Regions from separate parts of the Macaca mulatta genome. Here region 1 is linked to region 2. A link is a contact called in public Hi-C data. All regions are on one chromosome and are shown on one strand. Each heading gives the region's core, a stretch centred on a gene start, on an enhancer-like site or on the middle of the called end of the contact. The rest is flanking DNA. Distances are from core to core; before and after follow the strand shown. Region 1 holds the start of THNSL1 (threonine synthase like 1). Region 2 holds the start of ARHGAP21 (Rho GTPase activating protein 21).

Region 1 (2,700 bases), core at 116-2,615, 280 kb after region 2:
TTCAACTCAATTACATATTTTTTGGTTCATTATCCACCAAGTCTTTCTTCCATTAAACCATTAGATCTGAAAAAGTCCTTAGAAACTGCCTAATAGTAGTAGATATTTCGTTTCACTGATCAAAAACCTGAGGTTCAAGAGCAAATGTAAATTTATATTTCATAAAAATCTTGGGGGGAAAGATAAGTACTATCCCATTAGAGAGGGAGAAGTAGTGCAGTTAGAAATACAACACCGAACTCCTGAAACCAAACATCAAGTATACTTAAATAAGGTAACAGAATTGTTATTTTTCTCTTTTCAACAACATGAAACTTCGTGCTATGTTGTATACATATCACATATAATTAAATTACACAATAATCATATGCAGTATTAATAAGAGGTTAAGTGTAATATAATCAAATGGTCATCTCACAGCGCCGGACTGCCCTCTCTGTAAAACTGTGAGATGCTAAATACCTAGATATTTCGACCTTTTCTCTAACAAGTTATCCTCCAAGGCTACTTCATCGAGGCATAAATACATTTTATTATTAAAAATCCCAGTATATGTATGTTTAATTAATACTGACTATTCCCCATTCTTGTTTCAAGTGATGGTCTTTGCTTATCCACATACCTAGGAGGCTGGGGAGGCTCCTTCAAGTCACTGGGTATGAGGTTATAAATGCACTCAGAAGGGCACGTTGGATCCATGGTCACCAAATGACTCCTTAAAAGCTATTCTCAGCTTTTTTCTCCCTGTCCCAGTATCTCTGTCCTTCTTCACTGCTTCCCCTTTCTTACTTCTTCGCCTTCTCAAGGACCAGTTTCTCTCCTTCACATCGTCCCCCCTTTGACCCTCTCTTAGCAGTCCTCTCTCGGGAAGAAAACACCCTATTTCTCCCGGGATTGCTAAGCGTCGTTGACTCTGCGGTTGCCGTGGAAACCGTTACTAGGCAACGAGGAAGTACACGGCGGCACTGCAAACTAGGTCTCCCCTCTTTCTGTATCGCCTTCTACTGGAGAAGCTCATTTGGAAGCCACTGTTTTTACGTGCCTTTGAAAGTTAACGGGGTGAAAATGGTGTCCCCTTAAAAACTGCTCTTTTCTATCTCTGTGTATCTGGGGAAAAAGAAAAACCCTACTGCAGACACAGCAAAGCGCAGCTGGTGCGCAGGCGTGACACAATAACGTTTTTGTGAGCAGGCCCCAATCCCGGTGTGGGCGGAGCGATCGGCTGAGACCAAGCGGACGCACGGCCAAGGCCGCCAGCGGGACGAGGAAGGGGAGGAGCCCGAGGAGCTCGGAGTGCTTGGATAGGCTACAGTGAGAGAGGAGGTCACGTGCCCTGCGCGAGGCTGCTCCTGGCGTGGGCGTGGAGCGGAGGTACGCTGGCCGCCGCAGGCACAGGCAGAGTCCACTGCGCGGGGGCGGGACCGGGGAACTAGCCGGAGGTACGGTGCTCCGTCTCCTGTATCGGCTTTAGCGTTTCGTGGAAACTGCTTCCACATTTCCTTTCATTTTCCCCGTCTTCTCAATGAGATTTCCTTGGTGAGTTACTGGAGGAGAGAGAAAGGAAAACTGGAAGCCACCCCGCTCCCATCGCATGCCTTTCCCTGCACCGTCCCTTCCCCTTTCCGCTACTCGCTGGTCATCTTAACTCTGCGCGCATTTTTCCTGCCGATTCTGGTCGAGGCCCCTCGGAACCCCGCGAAGCCTTGCCCGCCACCTGTGTGAGTCCGCGGCCTCCTCCGCCTGCTGCCTTTGCCCTGCCACGCCTGCGCCCGCTACAGCCTCTTGGGCGGCCCTCGGGGTCTGCTCTGCGCCTGCTCTCCCCCCGCCCCCCCGCCCCGGTCGGGACCCTTCCTCTAGGTCCTTCTCCAGGAACCAGTGGACCTGCTCTTTGTAAATGAGCATCCTAAACTGGGAGGAGAGCCTTTTAAGTGGGCCTTTACGTTTTTGTCCAGTTTTTGGCGTCCCATGTTGAAAATTGTCTTCTGAGAAGCAGTTTTATTCGTTTTTGCTCCGCCTAGTCACCCGTAAATCTACGCACATAGGACTGCCATAGGAAAGTCACGTAGACGCTTTTACCTGAGTGTTTAAAAGACATTTTGGTAATAGGATTTGGGGAGGAAAATGGATGGCTCTGAGCCACCCGTACAGAGGCCACTCTGCCCGAAGGAAATAAAGCTTCCCGGAGAGGAGAGAAAACACAGGAGTTTGGGTTTCTCACTGCCTGGTTGCCTGGTGGAGACATTAAAACAACACAATGGCCTGGTGAACCTTTTAGTTTGTATAAAAAGGCTTTACTGAATGTGGAGATCCTTATTTTGGGCTCTTACTGAATTGCACTAGATAAGAATACAGTAAGTTTTTTTTTTTTTTTTTGTATACATTTGTTTTTAATTTTTGTCCCAGACGCTTAGGGAAAATTCTCCAGATTCCTTCACATCAGATTGTCTTCCAAAACATTTTAGATAGATAGATCTATAGATCTATATTTAGATCTGGATCTAAATCTATATCACTTTGTCCTTTTCTTTTCGCCCTTGAGTATTTTATGTTTGGGGTTTCTGTTTTAGCAAGTGTAGAGAAAAATTTTGGCGGGAAACTTCCTGTATTTACGAAGATTCAAACCAAGGACTTATGGAATAATAACACCATTAGCCAAGTGGATAGTCAAAGACTAAAGCTTATAAATTTTCTAATTAGAAG
Region 2 (2,700 bases), core at 7-2,506:
AGGGGGTGTTTAAAAAAGAAAAATCTCAAAACTGCCCAGCGGTTGCGTCAAACACATCAAACACACCTGGCTGTTATGCAGCCTTCAAGAAAATCGTTCCCCATTCAAGTGCATTTTAATTCATGTCTTTCCTGGGCAGAGCAGAGGGCTGTGCACGTTCTTTTCTGCATCACCCAGACAGGGACACTTCGGGGAAGTTTTCTCCCCCACGAGGTTGAAATGGGATCACACTTTTCAAGCCCCCTCCTCGTTCCCCTCCGCCCCCCAAAAACTCAAGCACAAAGCCAGCCTGGCTGGGGCCGGCGTGGGCTCGGCGGCGTCTCCGGGTGACTCGGGCGCCGCCCCTCCGCCCCTCCGCCCCGGCCGGCGTCCCCGAGGAGGCGGCTGTTTTCCTTGGCCCGCGGCGGGGCTGGGTGGGGACGGCCGGGGACGGCCGGGGAGGCGTGCGCGGCCGCGGGTGGGACGCGGGCGCCAATCCCGCTCCGGGGCATGATTCCGAAGCCACACTCGAGCAACTCTGAAGTCACGGCTTTTCCCCCAACTACAACTCGACACGGCTTTCCTTCCCCTGTGGCCACCTAGGGGGGAAAAAAACTAGGAAAAAGCAAACCACCACCCACCTCCCCCACGATTCCCCCGCCCCTTCCTGAGGCGGGTCGGAGACCTCCAGCTCCCAAAGAGAGCGGCCCCAATATGGGCTTTCTCAAAGGTGCTAGGAGCCCCTGGGCGAGACAAAACCGGGGGCCTTACCCTTCCCGCCCGCTCGGGCCAGGCGGCCAAAGCGCGGCGGCGAGCTGGAGCGGGGACGCGGGCCGGGCGCCGGGCCCGGCCGGGACGCGCTAGGCCGCAGGCTCGGTTAATATTCATGAGCGGCCCCGGGCGCCCCTCCTCCAAGGCCGGCCGGCCGGACCCCGGCGCCCGCCGCCGGCCTTTGTGCCCTTCCCTCCGCCCCGCCGCCCGCCCTCGCTCTGCACACGCGGGCGCGGCCCCTCCGCCCCCGCCGGGCGCCCGCCGCGGGCTCCCTCCCGCCCCAAGCCAGCGCCAGGCCGGGTGGCCTGAGGTGGCGGGAAGGGAGAGAGCCTGCGGCGAGCCGGGCTCACCCCGGCCCGCGAGCGCGGCGCCCTCCCGGCTGAGACGGAAAAGAAACCAGACACGCACCAGAGGAAGCGGGACGAGTGGATCCGCACCGGGCTGGCCGGCTCCGGGACAGCGCGCCCCGCCCGGCGTGAGCCGGACCCCGCAGCAGGACGATCCCGCGCTGCCCGCCGCCGCCGCCGCCGCCGCGCTCCGAGGCCGCCGCCCCCGGCCGGCCGCTCCCAGGCACCGCCGCGACCTGCCCCGGCCGGCCCCGGGCTCTCGGCCGCCGCGGGAGGGCGTGGGGCGGGGCGGCGGCCGCCGGACTCTCCCCTCGCCTCGCCGGGCCGGGCCGGGGCCCCGCTCCGGCGCCCGCGAACGCCAAGTGACAGAAGCGCCTCGCTCCGCGGCCGCGCGGAGCTGTTTCCCGGGGGCGGATTTCTCGCTTCTTCCTCCCTGGATCCACCTCCTCCCACTCCACCTCCTTCCCCTCCCCTCCCCAGGGGAGGCTCTGGGGCTGAATATTTTCTGTCTTGAATAACACGGGCCCGGGGAACCGACGCTGGAGAAGGGGGATTACCCGGAGGCCGGAGGGGGGTGCTCGCCTGCCCCCTCCCCGTGGGTCGCGGGACCTACAAGCCCTCGCCCCCCAGCACCCCAAAACCAGGCACACACAACCCTCCCCGCCCCTGCAGTCTCCCAAGCGCTGAGTGGCAGCGTCCAGGGATGGGCTTGCTCCCGGGGAAGGAGACCTGGTGGTAGGCGTCTGGGGTGGAGAGGGGGACAAGCCTATAACAGCGACATCTGCAGACTCGAGGGATCAAAGGTCCTAGACCGGGGGACGGGGACTGGCAAATTGTGCCCCCCCTTTTTTGCAGCGGGCAGGCAATGAAGCTGCGACCAGACGTGGGACTTGCAGATAAGGGAGTGTCCCTTCACGCCTCACAGCAAAATCTCTTCCTGTGGTGGGAAGGGGGAAGTTAGCCAAGCGTTGCTCATTCAGTTCTTTCCCTTTTATAAATTCTGCAGAGCGACTGAGCGAATTTGGCGCGGCTAGCGGAACTGTGAAGAGGCTGCTGCGCTTCTCTGTCCGCCACACTTCAGGTCACAGCCGCTCCGGAGCCGCGGCACAACCGCCTCCCTCCCCACCCAGCTCCCGGGCCTTGTCACAGACCCCGGCAGCTTGCTCCGCCCCACCGCGCCTCACAACATCTCCCGCTGCAAATTGTCCAATCGGGAGACACGATGGGAGAACGCGAGCCAATCAGGGACTGGTTAGTCAGGCTTCCCTCCGCCCTCTTCCCCGCCCCCAGGTGAAGGCCACCGCCCCCTCGGCCTCCCCTTCCCACCCCGCCCGGCTCCTGGGAGGTGGCTCCCCGGCTCCGAACCTCGCGGGTCTGGAGGGGAGTTGCTCGCAGTCGGAGGCAGCGTTTGTCACCTTGTCACCCTCATCCTCGGCCCCTTCCCATACACACTCCTCTCTCCTTTTCAGTGCTCCTGCTGGTGCTGTTGAGGGTCATTTTTATCCTCACTGCGGCGGGGGACTGCCAGCAATTGTGTCTGATCAGCTGCCACCGCCGTCCAGAGGGAAAAAAAAGAGGAACAAAACCTAGAAGCTATGGAGTC

The links. A called contact is a pair of places that touch in the nucleus more often than the background predicts.
Region 1: a Hi-C map of liver shows a contact between it and region 2, with 2.4 times the contacts expected there. The contact joins the promoter of THNSL1 here to the promoter of ARHGAP21 in region 2. A contact is called at or near these places in 2 of 14 Hi-C or Micro-C datasets (fetal cortex germinal zone and liver).

The regions. Positions count from the first base shown.
Region 1 is chr9:26,450,967-26,453,666 of T2T-MMU8v2.0, forward strand. THNSL1 (threonine synthase like 1) reads left to right here and starts at 1,366. Exons shown (of 3, transcript NM_001266425.1): 1 at 1,366-1,439. All of the region lies in intron 2 of ENKUR (enkurin, TRPC channel interacting protein), which reads right to left.
Region 2 is chr9:26,170,926-26,173,625 of T2T-MMU8v2.0, forward strand. It overlaps ARHGAP21 (Rho GTPase activating protein 21), which reads right to left and starts at 1,257. Exons shown (of 25, transcript NM_001261285.1): 1 at 1,159-1,257.